Regions from separate parts of the Rattus norvegicus genome. Here regions 1 and 3 are each linked to region 2. Evidence: chromatin contacts called from public Hi-C data. All regions are on one chromosome and are shown on one strand. The core of a region is the stretch at or near the end of the contact, and the rest is flanking DNA. Distances in the headings are between cores, read along the strand shown.

The links. Hi-C and Micro-C count contacts between places; a contact is called where the count stands out from the background.
Region 1: a contact with region 2 is called in a Hi-C map of Schwann cells, with 6 times the contacts expected there. The contact joins the enhancer-like site here to the promoter of Pten in region 2. A contact is called at or near these places in 1 of 12 Hi-C or Micro-C datasets (Schwann cells) and 1 of 1 datasets of contacts at active chromatin or transcription factors (oligodendrocytes).
Region 3: a Hi-C map of frontal cortex shows a contact between it and region 2, with 2.1 times the contacts expected there. The contact joins the enhancer-like site here to the promoter of Pten in region 2. A contact is called at or near these places in 1 of 12 Hi-C or Micro-C datasets (frontal cortex) and 1 of 1 datasets of contacts at active chromatin or transcription factors (oligodendrocytes).

Annotation. Positions count from the first base shown.
Region 1 is chr1:240,361,066-240,365,595 of GRCr8, reverse strand. No RefSeq gene overlaps it. Among named protein-coding and RNA genes, the nearest start is that of Pten, 320 kb to the right of the region's middle. Within about 2 kb of position 2,960, at least 3 of the 93 cell types and tissues checked have an H3K27ac peak or open chromatin away from gene starts, as enhancers often do. A contact at or near this core is called in Schwann cells, where this site is marked.
Region 2 is chr1:240,040,545-240,045,097 of GRCr8, reverse strand. It overlaps Pten (phosphatase and tensin homolog), which reads right to left and starts at 1,391. Exons shown (of 9, transcript NM_031606.2): 1 at 453-1,391. The coding sequence starts at 531.
Region 3 is chr1:240,429,287-240,433,668 of GRCr8, reverse strand. All of the region lies in intron 4 of LOC102548095 (a long non-coding RNA gene), which reads right to left. Among named protein-coding and RNA genes, the nearest start is that of Rnls, 290 kb to the left of the region's middle. Within about 2 kb of position 1,683, at least 30 of the 93 cell types and tissues checked have an H3K27ac peak or open chromatin away from gene starts, as enhancers often do.

The DNA of each region.
Region 1 (4,530 bases), core at 1,711-4,210, 320 kb before region 2:
CAGAACCAATTAAACTGAGGGAGCAAGTAGAACTGTCCTGTTCTGTGACTTAGTCCATTCTTTAAATTCAAAAGTTCTGCACAGAACTCATGTCCACATGACACGAGGCCTCTGTGCTAAGGACAGGGGGGTACCTGGGTACAGCCATATGTAGATGTGGGGTGAGGCAGAGGACCACAGGTACCCAGGGATGACCCAGGTAATACAGAGCCTGCCCCAACTTGGCCTTGCTTTCTTGGGACAAACCTTTTCTTGGCTTCTGGTTCAGGCACCTATCCTGAAGGAAGGAAACTGGATAATAAGAATCACTGTATCCTTTGTGGCCTCACGACATTTGAAATGGAATAAATTCTGCCTGTGGTTGAGGTAGCAGGAAGATAAGGAAGAGAGCTAGACCCTGGGACCTAGCTGAGGCTTTTGAGAAGGAACCCTGCATGGTGTACAGGTTCAGGGAGAAGACAACCAGAGAGAATGGAGACACAGTCTGTGAACTTAGTGGAGGTGATAAATATCTTCATATAAACTTGAAGAATAACAGAGAGGCTCCAGAGACACCCGAATTGTGCAAACTCTTTGTTGCCCATCATAAGAGCCTATTGATGATGACACCATATTCTTTGGTTGCAAAACACATGGAAATTAGCTCTAAATTGACCAGAAAGTGTTCCATGTTGAATAGCTTTCATAATGCTAGAAGGGGTTACTTGGGGGAAAACATCAATATCTTATCCAGCACTAGACCCCATGTGCCACAAAACCGACCTGTCAGACAAGATATGGTCCACTAATACAAGAGTGTTTATGAGAGGTAATCAATCCCTATCTTGATTGGATTTAAGGTCTGTTCCACAGGAAGGAATTTATGCTTGTACTATAGACATGGCCAAAACCGAGGGAAGTCATGGGTTCTAAAGGAGACCTATTGGTATTTCTCTAAGTGGTCATAACTGTTAAACTCCCTTCTAAATATGCTTTTTATCTATGGATTTGTGCTGTCTCTGACCCAGTCAGAGAAGCTTCTTATTACAATTGATAGTGATTAGTGCAGAGACACGTGACGGTCCTAAGAATTGAGAATAAACCAGGATGAGTGTTCATCTGTAGACGGATAGCTACTTCAAGCCCCTTCCCCCAAGGCTCAACATCACACAAGAGGGGACAGAAGGCATGTAAGAGTCAGAGGGTAGGGAGAAATGCTGTGAAATTCTGTTCTCTAGACACATTAAGACTGTTGTACATGTGAACTCACAACAGCTAAAATTCCTGGCACGAGGTCTGTGTAAGGCCAGTTACTTTTTCTAGCAAGGATTGGGGAAGAGTTCTGGAGGAGCCAGGCTTGGCAAAGAACTATTGACAGTTGAGAACTTCTGGGTAGGCTCTTTTTTTTAGGAATGGAGCCACTGTTATGTTCCCCATACCCAAGGGAATTCAGGCAGCACTTCATTTGACTAAATTAAAATAAATAAACAAATAAATACATATAAGACTAGAATGTGAAGTTGGGAGAGAGATGTGATAGGCACTCCTGGGGGTGGGGCAGTTGGGGGCAGCTGTAGAGTGATCAGGTTATATTGCACATGCATATGAGCTCTTCAAAGAATCCATACAACTACACATTTTTTAAATTCGAAGATGGGGGAGTTGTCTCCGTTCGTAAAGTTCTTGTCATGTAAGCCTGAGAATATGGGTTTGACCCGTGTACGGTGTAAAAGCTGGGTGTAGCCCAGGACTGTAATCTCAGTATTGGGGAGCGGGAGACAGGAAGATCCCGAATGCCCACCGTACAGGCGGGCAGTCTAGCTGAAGGTGAGCTCCAGGTTCAACAAGAGCCCGACTCAAAAAGTAAGATGAAGAGTATTTGGGGAAGGTACCCAACATCATGGCCCACATCAGCCAGACCCGAAAGCAACAATGTCTCGTTTAATGCACAATGTAGGTTAGGAATTTTGAAAGGATTTAGCTGGGTGATTTATCTTCAAGTCTTTTAGGTATTAGCTCAGCAGCTGGGTCTAGAGGGTCCACTTTTGCGAGTAGAGGATCCCTCCTTCCCTTAACACATTTGCTGAATTCTTTCTCCCGTCCCCTTCCCCCTTCCCCCTTCTTTTTCCCTTGCACGCGCGCACGCGCGCGCGCACACACGCACAGAGAGAGAGAGAGAGAGAGAGAGAGAGAGAGAGAGAGAGAGAGAGAGAGAGAGAGAGTACAATCCCTGGTATGGCTCCTTTTCCTCACAGCACTGCCACCCGAAGGTAATCAGCCTTCTAACATGGAGGTCAGTGTCCCCCTGAATCAAGACAGAAGGAAGCTGCGCATGCTCGCACACTCAGAGCCGGTATAGCATCGCTTTCACCGTGTGTTCTCTGGGTCAAATTATAACAGACCAACCCAGATTCAAAAGAAGAACTAGGAACCCGCTGTTTTGGAGTAAGGGTGTCAGAATTCCACAGGCATTTTTAATCGGGCACAGCTACCCTTCATGCAGAAGATGACGTTGTTGTTGTTGTTGTTGTTGTTGTTGTTGTTGTTGTTGTTGTTGTTGTCTCTCTAGCCCCTTAAATGTATCAATGACCATGACTTCTTTAATACTGGGCCGTTGTTGGGTTTTCCCCTGAAATTTTGAGGATTCGGCCACCTTACGTGGACCACACTTGGGATATCCAACTTGGCGTTTCGTGCACTCAGACCGGAAGTGGATTCCTAAGGCTGGTCCTGGTAATGAAGACACTGTAAATAGAACACAGGCTGTTTTCAAAGAGAAATCGACGGCAGGGAAAGAACAACAACGACGATGACAAAAAGACTCATTTTAATGTAATTGATTTTATCTCTGAAAAGGCCCAGTCCTTCCTGTTTCAGAGCGCAGTGGTCCTGGCAAAGCTGAGTGGTCAATAACTCAGTCTACAAAGCATTGTCCCATCAGTCTCTTCAGGGGGCTGAGAGATAAGTTCATTGTTCAACGCTCTGCTTATGGTACCCAGCATGACCCAGATGCCACCCTTGGAGTCCACACACAAACGCGTCTTTGTTGCCCCGAGTGTAGCAAATTCTTTACCATGAATAATTTACTACAACAAATGCTCCCTTTAGTTCTTTTTCTGTTGTTGAGAGTATTTTAGCTCCCCAGAGAAAAGAAGTCGGTACTCAGTAGGAATTAAATGCTGGAAAGTCTCCTTAAACACGGAGGCAGACAAGAGATGGAATGGCACGATTTTTCCACCAGGACCACGAGAGAAATAAGTGAATAGGTTTGGGACCCAGACACAAAGCACCCCGTTGTAAGAAGGCAGCAGGGCAGAGGCATGAGAGAATCGGGGACAGGAGTCATTCTGCCTGGGTTTGTATACAGGGTCCATCACTTGAACCAGTAAAACGATTCTCATAAGTGACGGGCTGGCTGTGACTGGAAACAGTTGTCCTATGGGTCTGCTGCCTGGAAGGTTAAATACCATAGCCTGGTATACTTCTTAGCATCCGGGAAGCATCTAATTCCAACATACCTGCCATTCTTATTACTATTATGTGCCACACAGGGGCTCACAATCTTCTTTGAATATACAAGGAAAATATAGTCTTACTTTGTCCATTACTGGTGGAACAGACCCCAGTTTTCTATTACCAGACTGGGAGCTGGGAAAGGGAAAATTTTAGATGGGCCAGTTTACAGTTCCTCAACACTGTCCTCTCATCTTGAATGTTTTTTTTTTTTCTGCATCCTTTCATCTTGTTTGGGTCGTTTAGAGTTCCCAACGTTTCTCACAAGTGAGGTAGAAGTCAAATGTAAGAACCAGGACACCCTGTGCCTTCAGCAGGGTCCTCTGGCCTGACAGAGACTTCACTGACGTCTGTGAGTCTTGGCATCCGCTTACAGATCCTGCAGTGTTACCGCTCTCTGACCTCCATCCCTGTCCACGTCCAGCTCCTCTGCTCGCCACCATCATGGCATACTGTCATTTTGTGATTTTCTGCTTGCCAAGTGAAAGCCCTGAAAGAGATAGGAGGCCTCTCTCACTGATAGTACCGTTCACTGTGGATCCACATTGGGCCAAATGCTATCCGTCTCACCAGATGCTGGTTCCTATGAGAAGGAAGGGAGCATAGCTTTGCTGCTAGGAGATATTTGACTTTCTGGAGACATTTATTTTAACAGCGGGGGTATAGTCCCAGCCTGAGAAGTGACTTAACATCTTACAAGGGACAGGGCAGCTGACAAGCCCTGTGAAGTAGAGTGTATTACAACAGCGCCAGGCTTGAAAACTGCTGATGATATGAGCCCTCGGTTCCTCAAGCCTACCCTGAGGGCGACAGACCACTCACCGGACTCAATATTCTCTTAAGACCTTGAAGTGTTTCCAACATGTAAGAATTCATCCCTCTCCTGCTAACTGAGGTTCTACCCTGAGACTGGAGAAAAAAGGCCTAAAAGGACAGAGTGTGCATGTCTCTCTGCCTCCCTCTTTACTGAGATAGAAACACTGGGCTTTTCCAGCCTTTATGTCAGAGCTTTCCCAGGCATCATTTCTGCCTACTCTT
Region 2 (4,553 bases), core at 142-2,641:
CAAGATTCTGAGGCAATATGCCTACGTGCTGCACGGACTTTCATTTTAATCTGATCTATACCCTAGATCTAGGGCCTAAGTCACGATCTAATCGAAATATGCACGACACCACAGCGTCTATTTTTTTTAGTTCATTTAGAAGGCTCGATTGACGAGCCGACTAATCCAGTGTACAGTACTCTGCATTAACGGACAATAGATTTTAAGAACAAACCACAGAGCTCGACAAGAAACCAATCCGTGCCTTGACACTTGCAAGCAGGCATGAGTTCCGTCTAGCCGAACACTCCCTAGGTTGAATACACTGGAAGAGACAGAAAATACACGATCTAGAAACGCGACCAGTATTAAACGTTATAGTCACCCCAACTACAGAAAATTTTCGCATCCGTCTACTCCCACGTTATCAGAGTGACAGAAAAGCAAAGAGGAACAGCCGCAGAAATGGATACAGGTCAAGTCTAAGTCGAATCCATCCTCTTGATATCTCCTTTTGTTTCTGCTAACGATCTCTTTGATGATGGCTGTCATGTCTGGGAGCCTGTGGCTGAAGAAAAAGGAGGAGAGAGATGGCAGAAGCTGCTGGTGGCGAGGCTTCTTCTGCAGGATGGAAATGGCTCTGGACTTGGCGGTCGCTGATGCCCCTCGCTCTGCTGCCGCTTGGCCCTGGACCGCAGCCGGGTAATGGCTGCTGCGGCGGCTGCTGGATGGTTGCAGCGACTGGGCCTGCTTCTCCTCAGCAGCCAGAGGCCTGGCAGCCGAAGCAGCGGAATGGGGAGAAGACGGATAATCCTCGCAGCGGCTGCCTCCTCCGGCGGCCTCCGGAGCCCGGGCCAGGGGGGGTGCGGCGGCGGCGGACGGGAGGCTTAACACCGGCCCGGGTCCCTGGACGTGCCGCCGCCGCCGCCGCCGTGTTGGAGGCAGGAGAAGGGGAGAGAGCAACTCTCCGGCGTTCCCAGCCCTGGCAATGGTGACAGGCGACTCCGACCCCCTCCCCGGAGCCGCGGCCGCCGCCGCCGCTTCTCCCCCCCGCTCCAGGAGCGGGAGGTGCAGCCGCCGAGCCTGCGCCGGCTCCCGCCCGAGCCCACGGCTTCCACCGTCTCTTTCCGAAGCTGCTCAGAGGCTGCCCGGTTAGAACAGACGACGAGGAGGCGAGGCCCGCCGCCGCTGCCGCCGCCGCCGCCCGGCCGGCTCCCCGAGGGCGCTGCCCCCGCGGCTGCTCACAGGCGCTGAGAGGGGCTCTGGGCCGCGGCCGCCGCCGTCTCTCATCTCCCTCGCCTGCGCCGGGCCTGGCCTCACAGCGGCTCAACTCTCAAACTTCCATCATGGCTGCAGCTTCCGAGAGGAGAGAGCTGAGCGCAGCCGCGTCCCGACGCCCAAGCGCATATCCTGCCGCAGTGCACAAAGAGTCCCGCCACATCACCGTGCGCCGGCCAGCCCGCCCCCTCCGCCACCCAGCCGGGAGAGCCGGGCGCCTCCGAAGCCGGAGGGAGGCGAGAGGCGGGCGCCGAGCCGGGGGAGGGGCGGGGCGGGGAGGGGCGGGGCGTCGGTGGGACAGGGGCGGGGAGCGCCGCGGAGCATGCCCAGTGTGGCCGCGGCTCGCTCCTGGAGCTACGCCGGCTTCGGCCTCAGCGCAGAGACCCGGCAAAGGGTAGGGCAGGTTGTGGCCGAGCGAGGGTGCGCGGAGCAGGATCGCTGACCGCTCACAGGTGGATCGGACTAGCTGACCGCGTTGGTCAGCACCCTAGGAACCTCAGGGCCAGGTTCACCCTTCCTGCGTAGGTCCCTGTGTTTCTTTCGAGCGGCTTGCACGCCCTGCCCTGCGCTGTGGTCAGATTGCAGTGCTTCCTAGGATTTGTCGGCGGCAAGTCTTTACCTAGACAGCGCACCTCACCCCCACGGTGTCCTCAAGGTGTCAGTCTTTGCACAAAGAACAACCCCCTATTGTGTCTCCCGCGTGGGTCACCTCATCGGGCTCCGGTTCCCTGCCCCGCCTCTTGCTTCCCAGGCAGCTGGGTTCATTTGCCCGAAAGATGAACGCTCCCAGCCAAGCATGATGATTGTGCATACGGGGCGTGTACATTGACATCTGCCCCTGAGTTTCCAGGGCCCAAAGGACACCCCTGGGTAGACAAAGTGGATCTCCGTGAATAGAGTGCACCTCACACACACCCCTCCACCTCCCGGCGAAGAGCCCCGCAGCTCCCCGCAGCGGTAGGTCCACCGGATCACAGTCAGGCTCCATCTTCTAGGAGATAAGCCGCCCCTCCCCCTTCGTGGCCGCTAAGAAAACCCGGCAGAATTGGATCGCGGTGGCCAAGTTCTGACCCTGTCGGACGGTGCACGTTCGAGGACCCGGTTACTGAGCCCGGGTGTGGAGTATGGGACGGTCGGAAGCTGCAGCCAGCGAGTGGGCGGGGCGAGCAGGCCTGGGAGGGCTCAAAGGCTAGGTGGAAGGATACATGAGCCGCAGTCGGAACTACTTTCAGGAGGAGGTCACGTGTGGTCCTAGTTGGGGAACTTTCCAAATTCCCATTCCCCTATCTGTGTGCTCCTGAGGCAGGAGCTTGGTCCCCTCTTCTCTATTAGATGATCTTCCGGGACCCCATGCCCCGTGTAGGCAGCTGAACCCCTCTCTTCGGAGTCAGAGCGGAGAATAGCACCCACGAGCGGTCCGCAGGAGCGCTGTCGGGGCCAAGCGCCTGGGGAGCTGGTTACACAAGCAGCCACATCCAAGCACGTGCCCCCGCCACCCCTCTCTGCTGGCCGCCGCCGGTTTGTGAACGCTGACGCTGAGAGTCCCCAAGCTGTTCCTCCCTTTCGCTTGTAACCCATAGAGCTAGCCAGAAGGCCGGGACACGAGACTTCTGCTCTGGATCTGCCCACACCGCGCGTTCCCAACCGTGGGAGAAAAGGCAGGGCCCTAGGGGGTTTGACGCATCTCCGCTTAATGAGGTGAACCCTTTCTAGATCTGTACTCGTGGGGCAAAAGGGTATCTCCTGTTGCTGCTGGCTGCTTGGGCTTACCGATGTTGCAACAAACTTCCAGTCACTGCCCCTGAACTGGTGAGCGCGCCCCACCTACCGTAGACTCAGCCAAGTGACTTATCTGAGCACCTAGTCAATGGCTGTCAGCCCAGAACGAACCTGTCAAGTAAAAGCTTACTGCCGGGATTGGCTGACCTGTCGCGGTTGAGAGAGCTGGTTCAGAAATGCTGATAACTAGCGCACAGCCCCTCCTCCCCCACCAGCCAGCCACAAAGCAAGCGATCACCTTGAGCTTGGAGAAAAAATGACATCAACTCCGATGTAGGTAGGGATTTCTTCCTTATTGTTCTTTTCCCAGGAGACTTAGTTCTCGGGGTGGCAATTTGAGTTCTAAAGTATTTCTGACCTGAGACCCAAGCTGAAGCCCTGGGTCATTTTAGAAATTTGGAGAATAATAATCAGTTATCATGAGTATTGCAATAATTGCGAGTAGGTGTCTAGGAAAGGCCAGCTGAGGGTTTATGAAGTATAAGAGAAAGAAAATTTCGTTATGTCCACGGCATAGTTGCAGGCAGCCCCTGAAGCCTAGAAACCTCAAGAGGCCAGGCTCAGAGAGCTGTGGGCCATTACCTAACTGCAGGACTGCTAATTAAACCAGGGATATTTACAGTTCTATTAGAGCTCTCTGAAGCTACGCAAACCTTGCATTTAGATGCATCCTTTAAAGAGCTCTCTGCAGGATTAGCTGCCCCAACTAAGAAAGCCTGGATGTTTATTGCAGGCTGTTTGAGGGCAAGGTTCTGTTCAGTTGAGGGAGGGATTGCAGGGATGACCAATGAGAGCCATCTCAAAGCAATAGATGAGAGGGCTCTATTTGGTTTCTAAAGATGTAAATAAATTTTACTCACACAGCCTAATCTAAGATGGAGATCTGTTTTACACAGAATCCCCAATGCCAAAGTGTTAGCTGAGATACGTAGTAAAAACCTAAATTGTGCTCAGTAGAGTGTCTACTACTGCTTGGTGGGGGAAATAAGGATGAATTTCCATCAAGAGAAGTAGGTTGAAGAGGGGAAATGGCCCGCATATGTTCCTGTCCCCAGAGTCCCTGTCACTAAGCTTCTTTTGCCTCTTCCCTGGAGGCATCTTGTGTGACTTTCCTCTGAGTGTCTAAGAAGCTTGGAAATCATCCTCTAAAGAAAAAGACATTCATCCCTACCCTTCCTGATGCCTGGCTGGAGGAAAAAGAATCCCTTTCTGTTTCCAGAGCATCACTGTAGAGCACAGGGATGCACATTGTAGCACTGAAGTCCTGGAACATGACCCCAGCCCATAAGCACCACCAAGTGAGGGAAGAAAACTGAAACCCAGCTAGCTGCTTCTCTGTGCTTCCGGCTCAGCTACTCTCCAATGGTGAATGAGCAGACACACAGAGTGGGCAGGTGTGTGGCCCCTCTGACATCAGCTGACACCATCAGGTCTTGTTGGGAGTTTCTAAAAAAAAAAATACCGACTTCCTTTGTTTTGTTTTGTTTTTTAAGATTTATCTATTTATTATATATAAG
Region 3 (4,382 bases), core at 434-2,933, 390 kb before region 2:
TAAATCAAAGACATCAGAGCCCATGAGTAATGGATTCCAGTTTAAAGCTGACTGTAAAAGTTGTTCTTTCAACCACGTGAATTATACTTTATCTAATGGATCCAGAGTCCACAGTCCTATGCATTTATCTGCACTGTACAAAGTCCTCTGAAGATACACAAAGGGCTCTATGTCAGGAATCACCACAAACTACAGTGAGTAAACGACATTAATACCCTACCCTTTTTGTCCTGTCAAGAAACTAACAACGTTTTTGCACCCCGAACCTCTTCTCGCCTTCTCAAAATATTATTGCTATCTTTTGTTCCACTTTATCCTCATGGACATACTTTGATTTATGAGACCCAGAAACCTGTACTCCAGTGGCCAAAGGTCTTCCCTAATGAGTCATATGTTCCACAGAGTCCTTAGCCAACAGAATTACTTTTGTGATTATCATGTGGTTCAATTATTTTACCAAAATTTTTTAGAGTGAAAAAAATAAGTATTTGTTGTCATAAAGCAAAACATACAGATCCTCATGAGAGTTTAATCATCTTTCCCCTTCTCCCATTCAAACTCTGGTAAAGACGCAGTGTCTAACTTTCTGCTACAGATTGAGTAGATCCGTGGTTTGAAAGATAGTGTATCATAGATTAAATCATGGCATAAAATGGGCTTCCTTCAGTGAGTCACGAAGTATGGCATTCACAATTTGTAGCACAAGACCCTGTGTGAGCTTCCCTTACCGGTGTTTACACTTTGCTTCTTCTTTCCCTGTTTACTCCACATTTGCCCCCAGTGCTAGCTTTGGCTGCACAGGCTGAACATAGACAAGGCTCCAGGGATTCATCGGTTTTGCCTGGATTTGCTGTGTTCTCAGCCTGTCAGCCATTTGACATCGTATCTGTTCATCCCAAGGAACAAAGGGTCTGAATCATACCTACCGACCCTGCCACCTACTTCCTGTGAGGGAGTTCTGTAGTCTCGGAGGGTCATGCTGTTAGACACTTGCATTCTGGGTGACGTATTGGTGTACACGGTGTTACCCCAGTGTAAATTCCCCCAACAATGACAGTGTCTCTTGGGCTCTGTCTTAAACATTTTTTTGGTTTGAATTAGATTTACTCAATCTCGACATCATGATGTGAGTGACATTCATCTGAGGTGGCTGTGAGGATGAGCTCTGTTGAGTAATTAAAGAGCTTGTTTTGAATGTGGGGGATGGTAGAGCATGGAAAAAAATCACAGAAAAAAAACAGCAACAATACAAGTTCAGTAGGGAAATTTGAGACATCAAACATTTTTTTTATACAAAATACCAAAGGTCACTAGTCTCCCACATCAAATACTCAGACATTTTTTTTAAAAACAAATCCATTTCAGTCTGAGTCTCGACACAGGCCTAAAATATGTGTTTTTGAAGAAAAAAAAAACAGAAACCTAGAATAATTTTAATTTTGTTGTTTTCCAAAAAACGAAGGAAGCGCTGTTGGAGATTTAAGTGTGGGGAATTGGGGAGAGCATTTCAACCTTGCCCAAGAAGAGGTTGCCAGTTAAATACTGATGCAGAAGTCTCGATTTTCAGAATTACATTCATTTCTGATCATAAGATGTTACCAAAGGAGCAAGCCAGGCTCCAAGGTATGGTGGCTACCTGCCTGTTTTCAAGGAGCCCACAGCCCCCGTGTGACCAGCTCAGGTGAAGTGTAGCATCCTACACTTTGTCCAGTGTGCAGCCTCTGCGTTCATCTCAGCGTCAGTTCAACAGGAGGTTGGGGGTTGGTGAATTCAGCACAGAAATGATCCTTCTCCCACAGAGCCCCATCGAAGAAGGCTGATAGGGAAGAGAAGCTGTTCCTAAAGCCCTTAGCTTGTTCTCTTTCACATCTGCAGCTGTGTCCTCCTCGGGGAGTTGTCCAATCCAATGTGATTTTAAACATCTGTCAGCTAAATCAGAGCTCCAAATTTAGCACTCGGGAACATTATGTGGATTTGCGACGCTCGCCGGAGAACACTGCATTCGCAAACTCTCAGCTCACAGGAGACAGCCGGGTGGTACTTCGGTTGGTAATTTTATCTATGACACATTTAATTTGGCTGTGCATTTATGGCAATTATGTAAAAGGGAAATTGTGGCCATTTCCTTAGAAAAAGCTTTCTGCTGAGAGCTCTGCCTTTCTCTCCGATCATTTGCCTGTGTGTTTTTGTTTGTTGTTAATCCCCCAGAGGCTAGTTTTATCTGGGTTTCCTGAAATTCTATTCTTTATCCTGAGACATCTTTGTGATGCAGCAAAAACTGTCACTGCTATATACCCATCCAGAGGAAAGAGAAGTTCTACAGATGCACGGCTCTTGCTAGCCACCTTTGATCAACACATAACATGGTTCCTTTCTCTGTACTGGGCGGATGCTCCCGACAAGATGTACTGCAGCTAAGGAAAATGGCAAGCCCACATCTTGGCAGCAGCAAATAACTACTTGATGTTAGGCTCCTTTCCGAGTGTGTAACTAATCCCATCAATTCCTGAAACCATGGCATCCTTAAAGGGAGACATGGGAAGAAACAGCCTTGTAAAATAGTATGGCTGCCAATAGGTGTTGTATCACGATAGATGAACATACATTTTTTTCAATTAGATGCACACAAAAATCTCACAGCCTCCAAGATCCAGTGCCCCATTAAGCCTTCGCTAAGTCTTTTGAGCTATGGAGGGAGGCAGGGGTGTGAGTCTCTACTCTGGTTTTAATGTGTGATGCTATTAGGGCGAATCATCAAACGCTACTGGGATCTTGAAAGAGGCAACTGTGGTTCTTGATTGGTCGGGATTAGGACAGGCCCAGAATGAGAGCCAATGACATTGTAGAGACAGCGAACCTGTGCGTGAGTGACAGGCGTGAGTTTGAACTGCCTGAAAGTATACTGTCTCAAGGCAAAGGATACTGCTGATGGCTAGAGGAGAAGCCTCGTAAAGTCACCCTCTTAAACCACACGCACCTCGCACACACATGGACTGGAACAGGACTCAACACTGGTTTTCCTTGCTGTTAGAGAAAAGATGAGACTCCTCGGAGGTGCTATAACCAATTAAGAGCTGGGCACCAAGAAGATGCCACAGAGCACTGAGCAGGCAAACCTTGTCTTTACAATTTCTTCTTTCTTGACTGTCTTCCTGTTTAAGGCATCCTCTTGGGGAGCATGCTGGCTCTCCCTCTCCGTAGTCCACTTCTACAGCAACATACTTACGTTGGGCGGATACATTAGGGAATAGTTAAAACCAGAGACGGAAGCATCAGGCAGATCAGGATTCAAACCCCAGACCACTAAGGCAAAGTATCCTGGGAAAATTAGCAAGCTTTCAAGCTAGCTCACTGAGTAGACGAGATTTGAACTCAAGTAGAAACAGCGTTCCTGACACAAAGCAAATGTTCAGCAAGATCAAAATTGCTATCATTACTGTAATTAGTTTGGGTTCTTTTTTTTTTCCTTTTTGTAAGCGATAAAAATGAAACAGCGCTAGCTTAAGCAAAATATTAAAAATAAAAAAATTCTGGGGTGGCTCACAGAAATCATGAGTAGTAACGTGCATGGACTCAGGGACTCGAGGGAAATCTTTCATTCTGCTCATCTGCTTCACAAGCCTCCCTCGGCTGAATCTTTGCTCCATCCCCCGGGGGTGGGGCAGCCGTCTCCAACCTCCTAAACTGCCGTCTTGCGGGGTCTACTTTCCCAGCAGAGACCAACAGGAATCCTTTTCCTGCCTGCGATACGGCAGACTCTAGTGAACTCACTCTGAACGTAAACTGCTTATTCACCAGGAGGGGACCAGGCATGCCTAGAGCCAGGGATCAAGTGACACTGGGGTCCCCAGGAAATGGCAGAAATGGAGAATCACTGGATCACTAGGAGGGAAATTATGGCCAGATGTTCCAAAGGGTACTTTCAAACTAATATAATGGAGGAAGTGCAGTATTTTTAAATGTGAGAAGGTGTAAAAATGTCCTGTGTGAACAAAATTTCATATATAGCACGGTCATGAGCTATACTCACTTATAAAGATAAAGATTTATAGGGAACATGGAGAAGTTGGTTTATGCTGTGGTGGTGATTTTTTAATGTTCTCTGATTTAATAACAAAACTTTGTTGAATGTGGAAAACTCTTACAGGGATTAATAACCCATGAGCCTTTGCCACCTAACACCTTAGCACGGCTTAGCTTACATCTGGCTGAGAGCCAGGCCTCCAGGGGTACAGTCTCAGCCAGAAGCAGGAGGGAAGAGGCAGGAAAATGCCTTAAGTGCTGGAGCCCAAGCTCCTCGTTCTCCAGTGCACAAGAGCTGAGGCCCTCTCTTCGCGGAGAGGCAGAAATCTGGCTCAGACCTAAAGCCGCCATCGGATTTT